Linked DNA regions of Sus scrofa: region 2 is linked to region 1. A link is a contact called in public HiChIP or PLAC-seq data. All regions are on one chromosome and are shown on one strand. The core of a region is the stretch at or near the end of the contact, and the rest is flanking DNA. Distances in the headings are between cores, read along the strand shown. Region 1 holds the start of OLR1 (oxidized low density lipoprotein receptor 1). Region 2 overlaps CLEC7A (C-type lectin domain containing 7A).

The links. HiChIP or PLAC-seq counts read pairs in DNA pulled down with a chosen protein or histone mark.
Region 2: a contact with region 1 is called in an H3K27ac HiChIP or PLAC-seq map of alveolar macrophages, with 2.1 times the contacts expected there. The contact joins the enhancer-like site here to the promoter of OLR1 in region 1.

What each region holds. Positions count from the first base shown.
Region 1 is chr5:61,795,595-61,802,137 of Sscrofa11.1, reverse strand. It overlaps OLR1 (oxidized low density lipoprotein receptor 1), which reads right to left and starts at 2,782. Exons shown (of 8, transcript NM_213805.1): 1 at 2,663-2,782; 2 at 995-1,012; 3 at 912-992. The coding sequence starts at 2,738.
Region 2 is chr5:61,838,218-61,844,760 of Sscrofa11.1, reverse strand. It overlaps CLEC7A (C-type lectin domain containing 7A), which reads right to left. Exons shown (of 4, transcript NM_001145866.1): 2 at 6,516-6,543; 3 at 4,522-4,640; 4 at 1-120. Among named protein-coding and RNA genes, the nearest start is that of CLEC1A, 7.6 kb to the left of the region's middle. Within about 2 kb of position 3,975, at least 1 of the 83 cell types and tissues checked has an H3K27ac peak or open chromatin away from gene starts, as enhancers often do. A contact at or near this core is called in alveolar macrophages, where this site is marked.

The sequences.
Region 1 (6,543 bases), core at 1,533-4,032:
AGGAAGACATTTCCAATGACAACCACTGCGTCAAAAGCTTTACTCCCATCTTAGGGGATGCTTAATAGGTTGAAAATATTCATGGATTTTAAAAAAAATAAGTGATTTTTGACCTTAATCAAGAAATAAATAGCTTTGCAAGTGCCTTAATAACTTGGACTCTTGAGAGCCGAAATAACTCAGATCTCCAAGCTGCATACACAGGCAGATTAGATGGATGATAGCACAATTGTCTTTCCTTCTTGGCCACTTTCATCTTTCTTTTCCTTTCTTTTCCTCACAACATCCCCTCTTTCTTAAATGGTCATTGCATAAGTTCGAAGATTGTTTTGTTTATGTGTTTCATTTATTAAGCCTGCATGTCTGGGTTCTTAACTTTATTTTTTATTTTTATTTTTTAATTTTACGGCCATACCCACCGTAATGGAAGTTCCTGGGTCAGGGATTGAACCCACGCCTCTGCAGCGACCCAAGCCGCTGCAGCCGGATTCTTAACCCACTACTCCACAGCAGGAACTCCAGTTCTTAACTTTAAATTGGCATTTAATCATCTCTATTAACACTCAATATGAACTAAATGAAGTTCTTTCACTTTGGGGCCTCTTGGGTGATCTTGTGGATTCGTTCCTTCAAATGATTTTTTTCCTCATTATTTCAGGATTTAAATAGGCTCTATCCAGGAAGTTATGAAAACAAAACCAAACAGAAACCTACCATTCATAATCTTCCTCCCACGCCTCTATCTGTTTGAGGGGAGAGCACAATAGGACCATTCATCTTCCACTCACTCTAAAGACAGTTTGCCTAAAACGTATCCAAGTCAAGGCTGTTGACAGTTACGAAACCAGTTTAGGAACCATGTTTGTAAACCCTCATTTTTTTCTCCATCACTTTCCTGCTTCAGCACTTACACTGTATTATCAGCAGTATAACGGTCACCAGTAATCCCAGGCACAGTAACCCTAGAATCAGGGCAGCAGGGCGCCACCGCAAGTGGAAAGACTCCGAGGACCTGGAGGGACAGAGGATCGATTCAGAAAGACAGAAACGATGCAGGCAAGGGATCAAACCATTCTTTGGATCCTGTCTGCACCTGGTGCTTTGCATCACTTACCTCCAGTTTTCTCAATGGCTCTACAAAGAACGTATTATCCACCTTTACCGATGAGAAGCAGGGACAGTTAAATAATTCAAGTACTTTAGTCATGGACATACAACTGACAAAAGTTAGGACCTAGGAGTCAATAACAGATGTTTGACTCCAAATACCTGATTCTAAGCTTATATTTGATCTGTTCTTCCCCACATCAAGAAACTCTCAGTTCACCTTGGTTGGATCAACCTCCTCCACAGGGCAGAGAGCCTCATGTTTTTAACATAGACCACATGCACCACGTGCACACATGCACACAGAGTTGTAACATACTATAAACAAATGCCAGACAACAAACAAATAAGCCTTTAATCAGTTAATCAACAGAGAAAGTCTAAAGAAGGTGCTGTTTGTACCATTCGATTTTTCACTAAAGTTACAACATGGAACTGAGGTTCTGACCAAAGGAAAATAGGAATGAAACCTTAAAATGTCACTTGATTCCTGTTAACACCACATCCTCCACTCACACCAGCTGCAGCACTCTTATTACAAGAAAAAAAAAACAAAAAACCTCCCATTATTGTAAAACAAATACTCATGTAGCTCACAAGTACACAAATATCTTTTAAGTCGTCCACCACTTCAAAAGCACAGATATTACTGGTTCAGCAGGAAAACATTTTATACAATGAATTTGTACTCCTCACCTTGTAAGATAAACACTTTAGGCACTGATAATGTTATCTTTTATATCCAAATAAGGAAACTGAAAATTCAGTGAGTGACTTGCCTAATATCATGCAGATGTTAAGATCCAAACAAAGGTCTTTAATCCAACTGTCAACAGCTGCATGACTGGGAACATCACATCACAGAATTTCCAGTGTGAATGTATAATGATCCAAATCAATCAGTGGTCAAATGTATTCACAGAGTTCTCCTGTTTCAAAAGCACTCCTATTAGCCTCTTCAGATGATACAAATAAAATAGACTTTTTGACAGGAAGAAATAGGGTTCATGCATGTGTGTGGCAAGTTGACAGAAAAGAAGTTGAAGAGAGCCGTGCACCTTGCAAATAATTGCCAAATCCTAAACTTAGAGGCAAGTATACGAGTAAGACTTTCCACCAACAGTTCCCTCTGGTCAATATCCGTTCCATGTTATGGGAGATTGCTGCTAGCTCTACCACTTATTAGTTGTGTCAAACTGGGTCCTTAGGTTAATCCCCTTCAGTGAGTCCTCTGTAAACAGTAGGTAATAGAGCTAATCTCAAGGTGTGAAGGTTTAGAGAAATAAGGCTTATAAATCATATCAGAGAACATAGCCTACAGCAAATGTTCAATAAAAGTTAGTTATCCTCATTCTCTTCATCATCATTATACCAAGTTAGTTTATTCATGGTCATCACCTTCCTTATTACCATCATATCTGGCTTTCCTTTTAAGTAAATGTTCTAAACGCTCTAATATTTTCCCATACTCAGGTGTCTCAGCCGTCTAATCCTATGTTTAGTTTACACGTCTAAGCTAATTCTGTCCCTGTACACATTCACCTACCCCCAGTACCTTCAGCTTTATCTCCATTTGATTTCTCGTCAGGTTGATCCTTCATACTGTTGCTCTTGAGGTCATCAAGTGTCATTTCTGAATTTATTCCAAGAATGAGGGAGTGGAGCAGCCAAGGACTTCTACAAGCAGAAATGTCTGAGCTCCCACTGGAGCGTTTAAATAGCTGCTGCTATCTAATGGAATGACTCAATCATTGGTAGGAGGAAGGAGAGTATTTGCTTCATTTTGGGAAGTTGGCTGACGCAAATTCTTGAGTTATGTCTATTGCAGGAGGGGAAAATGGTGATTCTGATAGTGTTTCAGGATGTTTCACTAAGTAATTTATGAAAGGGAAAACTGTGTTTTCCATGAGCATTAGAGGAGAGAATTTGTATTTATTTTTCAGATAAGGAAACAAATTCAGAAGGGTAAGTCAGCAGTGAATTTGTGGAAGAGTGTGCATTTAGACCAGATTATTTGATTCCAATATCCTTTTTTCTTTTTCTTTCTTTCTTTCTTTCTTTCTTTCTTTCTTTCTTTCTTTCTTTCTTTCTTTCTTTCTTTCTTTCTTTCTTTTTTTTTTTTCTTTTTTTCCTTTTTAGGGCTGCACCCTTGGCATATGGAAGTTCCCAGGCTAGGGGTCAAATTGGAGCTGTAGCAGCCAGCCACAGCCACAGCCATGGTGACACAGGATCCTAGCCGAGTCTGCTACCTACACCACAGTTCATGGCAAAATTGGATCCCAGACCCACTGAGCAAGGCAAGGGATCAAACCTGCATCCTCAGGGATACTAGTCAGATTCATTTCCGCTGTGCCACAATGGAAACTCCCCATATTTTTTTTCATTTCACTGTATCAGACTATCTCTATTCTATATCTCTAATAAGTCTCATATTTTCCTTTTTAATTTTGACTTTTTTCCTCAGAAATAGGCTTAGGAATTTGGGGGTTAATTACATATGGCTCTTATCTCTAGTCATAATAACCTGGGTAATTTTAGAATTTAATCAGGAGTGCTCTTTCATACAGTGGAGATATAACACAGAGCAGAAAAGAACTTTGGAGCCAGAGGGAGCTAGTTTAATCTTTCCTTTGCCGGCCTATTGTTCTATAAATCTTGGCAAATGTCTTTGTCTTTGAATTGGATCATGAAATGTCCACTTGATAATGTTGCTGATGTCGCTACAAGGATTCAAATGGGGTATTGGGCAAAACGCTAAGCTTTGTACTTTAAACATCATTGCAACTCAATAAATGATAGTTATTAATGTTAGGGGTAATATTCAGCACAGTTGAATTGCCATTGAAGAATATATTTTTATATGATTGACTTGAATCATGAAGACTCTTCAATGGAATCCCAATAAAGATACACCTTATATTCACTGATAGAATTCTCACCTATTTTGACCTCAAAACCTTCTAATCAGAAAAATAATGTCTCATTGCAATCTCATTTGCAATTGCAAAAAAAAAAATCCTTATATATTAGAGGTAACTTCTGAGGTATTTCAAAATGATATGATATCTGATATTTACTTTAAACTACACCAGGAAAATAAATAAAAAGAAGAGAATACATTTAAAAAAGATTAGAGAAAATACATAAACAAATAAAATATCTAGAAAACTATTTGGAAAAATCATAAATATTGACAGTCTAATTAGGATTCCATACGCTCCTCTTCCCTGAGTTTTCTGTATTCCCTTTTTCTGCATAGAATATCTTTTTTTTTGTATATTTTATTTTTATTTTTATTTTTTTACTTAAATTAATTTATCACATCTGTAGTTGTATAATCATAACAATCTGATTTCACAGGATTTCCATCCCACAGCCCAGGCACATCCCCCCACCCCCCAAACTGTCTCCTCCAGAGACCATAAGTTTTTCAATGTCTGTGAGTCAGCATCTGTTCTGCAACGAAGTTCAGTCTGTCCTTTTTTCAGATTCCACATGTCAGTGAAAGCATTTGATGTTGGTGTCTCATTGTATGGCTGACTTCACTTAGAATGATAGTTTCTAGGTTGCAAAAAATGCTGCATGTTGCAAAAAATGCTGGTATTTCATTCTTTTTAATGGCTGAGTAATATTCCATTGTGTGTATGTACCACATCTTCTGGATCCACTCCTCTGTTGATGGACATTTAGGTTGTTTCCATGTCTTGGCTATTGTAAATAGTGTTGCAATGAACACTGGAGTACATATGTCTTTGCGAGTTGTGGTTTTCTCTGGGTAGATGCCCAGGAGTGGGATTGCTGGATCAAATGGTAGTTCTATTTTTAGTTTTCTGAGGAATCTCCATACTGCTTTCCACAATGGTTGCACCAATTTACAATCCCACCAACAGTGTACTAGTGTTCCTTTTCCTCCACACCCTCTCCAGCACTTATTATTTGTAGACTTTTGGATGATGGCCATTCTGGCTGGTGTAAGGTGGTACCTCAGAGTGGTTTTGATTTGCATTTCTCTAATAATGAGTGACGCTGAACATCTTTTCATGTGTTTTTTGGCCATCTGTATGTCTTCTTTGGAGAATTGTCTGTTTAGATCTTCTGCCCATTTTTGGACGGGGTTGTTTGTTTTTTTGGTATGGAGCTGCAGAAGTTGTTTATAAATTTTAGAGATTAATCCCTTGTCAGTTGATTCATTTGCAAAGATTTTCTCCCATTCTGTGGGTTGTCTTTTTGTGTTGTTTAGGGTTTCCTTTGCTGTGAAGAAACTTTGAAGTTTGATCAGGTCCCATTTGTTTATTTTTCTTTTTATTGTCAGTACTCTGATAGGTGGATCTGAGAAGATGTTGCTGTTGTTTATGTCAGAGAGTGTTTGGCCTATGTTATCCTCTAAGAGTTTGATAGTGTCTGGTCTTATATCTAGGTCTTTAATCCATTTGGAGTTTATTTTTGTGTATGATGTTAGGGAGTGTTCTAATTTCATTCTTTTCCATGTGGTTGTCCAGTTTTCCCAGCACCACTTATTGAACAAGCTGTCCTTTCTCCATTGTATAGTCTTGCTTCCTTTGTCATAGATTAGTTGGCTGTAGGTGTGTAGGTTTAATTCTGGGCTTTCTATCCTGTTCCACTGATCTGTATTTCTCTCTTTGTGCCAGTACCATGCAGTTTTGATAACTGTTGCTTTGTAGTAAGTCTGAAGTCCAGGAGCCTGATTCCTCCAGCTCCATTTTTCTTTTTCAGGATGTCTTTGGCTATTCTGGGTCTTTTGTGCTTCCAAACAAACTTTAAAATATTTTGTTCGAGTTCTGTGAAAAATGTCCTTGGTAATTTGATAGGGATTGCATTCAATCTGTAGATTGCCTTAGGTGGTATAGTCATTTTGATAATATTAACTCTTCCAATCCACGAGCATGGTATAATATATCTTTCCATCTATTTGTGTCATCTTTGATTTCTTTCATCAGTGGCTTGTAGTTTTCAGAGTACTGGTCTTTTGTCTCTTTAGGTAGGTTTACTCCTAGGTATTTTATTCTTTTGAATGTGATGGTAAACGGGATTGCTTCCCTATTTTCCTTTTCTGCTCTTTCATTGTTAGTATATAGAAATGCTGTCGATTTCTGTGTATTGATTTTGTATCCTGCGACTTTGCCAAATTCATGGATGAGCTCTAACAGTTTTCTGGTAGAGTCTTTAGGATTCTCTAGGTATAGTATCATGTCATCTGCAAATAGGGGTAGTTTTACTTCTTCCTTTCCAATTTGGATTCTTTTTATTTCTTTTACTTCTCTGATTGCTGTGGCTAGGACTTCCAGAACTATGTTGAAGAGTAGTGGCGAGAGCAGACATCCTTGTCTTGTTCCTGATCTCAGTGGGAATTCATTCAGCTTTTCACCATTGAGAATGATGTTCGCTGTGGGTTTGTCGTATATGGCCTTTATCATG
Region 2 (6,543 bases), core at 2,726-5,225, 41 kb before region 1:
TTCTTCTCACAAATACTATATGAAGGCACACTGCAAAGTTGGTCATAAAAGTCTGACACATGAATCCATACACAATTGTGAGATGACTCTTTTTGGGTAACTGTGCTTCTGATCTGAAACCTGTTAAAATATAATACAATAAGGTTAGGATAAACTTAAGGAATACTGTTTACTATCTGCACAACGCTGGAATAAATTGGGAAGGATATCAGCGAAAAGAATTTCTGAAGTGTAAATATTACTGAAAAAGGAAACTTGCATTTAGATTCTACTTGCTGCTAAGTAGCCTGCATTATGCAGGCATAAAAATGACTTAAAACTTTTTAAAGAAATACTATTAGTGGCATGAAATTAAACTTCTGACAAGAAGTAAAAACCATTTAATAGTTTATAGCTAGTTCTTAACTGTCAACATTTTACTTAGAAGTGTATTTACTAAATAAAGCAACAGTTTGGTAAAATTTCATTGGGTGTATTTACTGAGTAGACCAAGTAGAAGAATTCTTCTTGAAAGGGATCATGGGTATCAAGGGAAGGATCATAGATAGCAAAGCTATTTAAAGGCAGTTCAAACAACTCCATATTTTTAATGTATCCTGAAGATTGAACTGTATTGCAACATAATGACAGACAATTCTGAGAATACCCATGCGTACACAGAAGCCTGGCTCCATTCTATTTGCTCTTTGGATTCCTGTAGGAGCAGCATTATTTAGTCACGCTCAAAGGACATCACTGAGTGAGCCTCAGTGTAAAAGCTATGATCGGGTACTCTTTCATCTTGTGTGTTGACCTCGTCTTAGCTCTGAGGTTGAGGACTGAGCGAATTCTTCTATTGAAATGACTAGGCTAAGGCAAGAAATTATTTTGATCCTGCTCAGGGTGAATCATGACCAGTGTTCTTCTCCAAAAATATTTTCTTGACATCTAAAAGATGTTGGGATATGTCCAGAGCCAAATTAAATTACTGTCACCAGCAAGTAGTAACACATCAACACATTGATTTGGATCCACCCTTAGGACTTTAGTAGAGAATCCGCTAGTCATATTTTATTTTATTTTATTTGTCTTTTCACCATTTCTAGGGCCGCTCCCGCGGCATATGTAGGTTCCCAAGCCAGGGGTCTAATCGGAGTCATAGCCGCCAGCCTACGCCAGAGCCACAGCAATGCAGGATCGGAGCCGCATCTGCAGCCTACACCACAGCTCACGGCAATGCTGGATCCTTAACCCACTGAGCAAGGCCAGGGATCGAACCTGAACCCTCATGGTTCCTAGTTGGATTCGCTAACCACTGAGCCACGATGGAACTCCTGCGCTAGTCATATATTAAAATGGCAACAGAAAACTTAAGACAAGCAAGTGCTATAGAAAAGTAAGATATATATTTTGTCAAGATTGCCGATACATTCCCTGTGCTTGGGCTAAGGGAAGTGAAACAAGTGGTATAACATCAACATGTGATCCTAATCAGCAGTTTGTGCTATTCCCAACCAATAGTGCCTACCGGCAGCAAATCAAAAGCCACTCTGTAGATTTCAAATTAATTTTACAACGTTTAAGATGTAATGTTAAGCACACTATCGGAAATACTCGGGGACATAAGAAAACAAATCAACATGAACAAAAAATAGAAGAAAAAGATATAGAAACAGGTACACACAAGTGTGAAATACTGGTATAATCAAACACAAATCTTAAAACTACTAGACAATGTATTCTAGGAGTTAAAAGAAAATGTGGGGAATGTTGGAAGAAAGCAAGAAATTATAGAGAGTGGGTAGATTTGAGGAATTATAAAACAAAAACTAACAAAATTAAAAACTAAATTGAGGCTTTTAACAGCAGACTAAATACAGATGAGGAAAAAATAACCGGAATTATATGAGAAAAGTAAATATAGATTAAAGAAAAAACTGATGAAAATATAGGGTAAAAAACGGTATGTAGGATATTGTGAATGGGGCTGTAATACATATAACTAAAATTTCAGAAGAGAGGAAGCAACATTTGAAGAAAATGTCAAAGCTGAAAAAAAAGTATCAGATTTAAAACATATTACTTTCAAATAGCTGACCTTTCAAAAACAGAACGCATTGTAATGATACCTTTGAATGCCTGAGAGAGAAAACTGCAAATTTCTAATTTTAACTCAGAATATTTGTAAAACTTAAAATGAAGACAGTTTTAGATGAGCACAGAGAACTCAATTTTAAAATTTCAACTCTAAAAGAAATACTAAAGGGTATTCTTCAGATTTAAGAAAATTACTCAAAAGCGAAGGAAGGAGAAGCAGAAAGGAATAAGAAGCAATGAAAACCATTAACATGTGGGAAAATCTAATCAACTGCTTAATATACATATCTACAGTTTTCCGGAGCTGCATTTTTCAATGAAAATGGCATCCAAGACGCCATCAATTGCTGGGATACCATTTATTCAATTTAATTCTATGAAATAAGTGCATTCAAGATGGAAATGTAATAGAAAATCCTACAGAAACTGGAAAACAAAGGACGATTTTGGTATAGGAGTAAATGGAAAAGGACGCTACCAATAGAAAAGAATAGCAGTGAAAAGTGCATGTCTCAACCTTGCCACCAGGTGGCGAGTGAGAGAAAAAATGTCCCGTGATGTTGAACACGAGCTGGTACTCACGGTTTTTCTACCTGAACCTACAATAAGAGTGTAACCATATATATAGTCTTTTTACTCGATGTATTTATAGATGATAGACAGGTAGGTAGGTAGGTAGGCAGATAGATATATAGATAGATAGATAGATAAATAGATAGACTGACAGTAAAAAAACCAAAGTGGAGTATTTAAACAGTCTCAGGTTTATGGTGCTCCTCTTTGACTGGTGGGATCAAATAGGATTTGACAGAGTTTAATTTCAGTATGGAAAATTAAGGAAAAAAGAAAAAGAAAGACACAGAGAAAGAATCAACAAAGCCACCATTCTTTCTTTGAAAACTACATCCACTGAGGTAGATGGGAATAAAAAAAAAGGAAAGAAAAAGTAAAATCACTTAGCATTGCGATTATGTAGGCACACATACACACACGCATATACACAGAACACACCAAGGATGAAGTTTAAAAGGGGAAATATATGTTCATACTCTACAGATATTAAGAAGAAAACGAATGACAACTGCAGTGAAGAAACTTCAGCAATCTGTGACAGTTGATTTCATGTGTTGATTCTACTGGCCATCGCCAGATCCAACATTATTTCTGAGTGTGTCCTTTGAGTCAGTGACCTCAGTAAAATAGATGACTTTCCCCAATGTGAATGGATATTATCCAGTCCATCCAGGGGCTGGACAGAACAAAAAGGCAGAAGAATATATTTGTTCCTTTTTCCTGCCTTACTGTGTGAGTAGAGACATCTCATGTCATCTTGCTTTCTCCTGCCCTTGCCCTGGGTTTTACACTGCTGCCCCTCTGCTTCTAAGCCCTTCATACTTGGGCTGCATTACACTGCCAGCTCCCCTGTGTTCCCAGCTTGCAGACGCCAGATTGTGGAAATTCTCAGTTTTTATAATCAAGCAAGCTGACTCCTCATCATAAATCTCCATATAGAAATTTTCCTTCATTGTGTGTATATTAGTGTATACACATACACTGAGGAAGAATTTATAATCTTGCAAATGCAAAATCTGTTTAAAAGATCTTTATAAAATATGAAATGTGGTTGTTCTTCAAATTAATAATAAAGCATGTATTGCACATTAACTATGTGCATGACACTGTGCTAAGGGAGTTTACTTTTCTCTCCTCTATTTCAAAATCCTAAGTGGTAGGTACTATTTTTATTTTCATTTACAGATGGCAAAGAGAGGCTCAGATAAGTTAAAGCATGTTATCCAGTCTCACACAGTGAGTGGGCCAGTCACTGACCCAAGCCGAGAACTGAGTTCAAAGTCATGCTTTTAACCACAGTTTTACACCACGTCACAGTGACTGCTCCTGGTTGGACAGCTTCAAATACATGCCCTCCTCCTATGAAAGCTGAGGAAACACACTGTGTTGACAGTTCACAGTGACCACTCAGCTCCTTTTGACTCTCAAGTCTTCCTCTACCCTCTGTTTTCTTTTTTCCTGGCTCCCTCTTTCTTTCTTCCTATCACTATGTATCTTTTTCTCTCTCTTCCTTATTATAGTCAACAGATCAGATTCTTTTTTTTTTTTTTTTTAGTCTTTTTACCATTTCTTGGGCCGCTCCTGCGGCACATGGAGATTCCCAGGCTAGGGGTCAAATTGGAGCTGTAGCCACTGGCCTACACCACAGCCACAGCAACGCCAGATCCCAGCCACGTCTGTGACCTACACCACAGCTCACGGCAACGTTGGATCCTTAACCCACTGGGCAAGGCCAGGGATCGAACCCAAAACCTCATGGTTCCTAGTCGGATTCGTTAGCCACTGAGCCACGACGGCAACTCCCAACAGATCAGATTCTTAACTAACTTTTGCTGAGAAAAGGTATGAAACTTTGTATCTTCAGATACTTACAAGTTAGACAGTAACATGGAGCCATCCTCCCAAAGCCATGGCCCTTCAGTCTGGCTGTGAGAAAGCCCTATCCAAAATGAATGATCAGGTTGGGAAGACACATGCCTTGATATAAATTCCTGTAAGAAAACATGAATACCAAAACATCAAGAAAAGAGAGAGACAGAGATGATATAGACAAAGAGAAGATGCAGGAAGAGATATTACAGATTTTGAGAGACAACAGAATGAGTCACCTTAGTAGAAGATTATGCATATGCTGGTGTCAGCCTACAGAAAAGTGCCAACTCTTGAATGCTCTGAGTGTCTCAAAGTGCATCTCTCATTTTTTCAGTCATTGTTGCTGAATTTTCCAATAAAGAATAGAGCCATAATGTCAAAATTGCACTACTTTCACGTTCAAACTACCTGACAAAAAATCCAAAGAGGAACCTCCCTCTGGTAATGCCATGGATGAAAGGCCACTATCTTCTCCATAATTTTAATTAAAAATATAAATTTATAAGATCTTTGTCAATAAATGCTTCTCAAAGTTATATGACAATTTTAAAAATAGTTTAGTCTACTGCATGTTTTATGAATATGTAATCCGGGGTTAATGACCACATCTATGTGTTTTTTACTGAAGTATAGTTGATTTACAATGTTGTGTTAATTTCTGTTAAAGAGCAAAGTATTTCAGTTGTATGTATATAGTTACATATATATGTGTATATATATGTATATGCGTTTATACAGTTACATATATGTGTGTATACATATACATTCTTTTTATATTCTTTTTCTTTATGATTTATTATAGGATATTGAATGTAGTTCTCTGTTACGGAGTAGCACCTTGTTATTTATCAGTTAATGATCATATTTGAATTATTGACAAATATAGCACAATATAGTGGCAATTACAGAAAGGTCTATAAGCCAGACACACTTCCAATCCCTTGGTCTTTCTTTATCATACATTTACTTCTATTAAGTTTTATGGGAACTACAGCTGTTGTGTAAGACAGGTCAGAAGCCAAAAAAAAAAAAAATTGGATTAATAAAAAGCAAACATAGAGTTATAGATTATTTAAATTAATAGCATAAAATGTTTCCTGATTATTAACCCCTTCTCATCTCAGCCCGTCTGAGTTCTATCCTTCATTCATGATGTATTAAGTCACACTTATTCTGTAAAATGTTTATGCTAAAAGGGATTTCTCTCTCTGAACTTATTGATTTATTTTTTCTTTTTAGGGCCCCACCTGTGGCATATGGACATTTCCAGGCTAGGGGTTGAATTGGAGGTACAGCTGCTGGCCTATACCACAGCCACAGCAATGCAGGATTCGAGGCATGTCTGCTACCTACACCACAGCTCAGGACAACACCAGATCTTTAACCCACTGAACAAGGGCAGGGATCAAACCTGTATCCCTCTGGATCCTAGTTCTGTTGAATACTCCTGAGCCACAAGGGAAACGTCTCTCTTAACTTCTATATTTGTTGCCAATACTAGACATTTAACTTTTAATAGCCTTTGAATTGTTTCTATTTTCTTACTATATACATGAACATTGCTATTGCAAGCTATGGTTTTAAACCTCTTTGCCTTTCCCAGTATCTTGCAAGGAGTAAATGATTTATAAATGGAGATTATCATAGCTGACATTTCCTTGTTAATTATCATGACAAAGGAAGAATTTTCCTTTTAACTCTACCAATTTAAAAATTGAAATCCAAACCCGCAAGAAATGAGGAGTGGCCTGCTTATTACAATCATGCACACTGGGAGTTGTGGTAGAAGGATTTATTTTGAAATAAAATGTGCTTAGTTTAATTAAAAAGAGAGGGAATATATACTTTACTCACTTAATCCATGCTATTATTACAATTATGAATACTATGTAAAAGGATATTCTCTTAGGGAAAAATCACTGTGACCTGGAATCTATGTCCATTTTTCTGCTCAGTATAGGTCATAGGTTATTATAGCTGAAATCTACACTTACCAGCTCTTTGGAGCTGTCTATCTTCAGG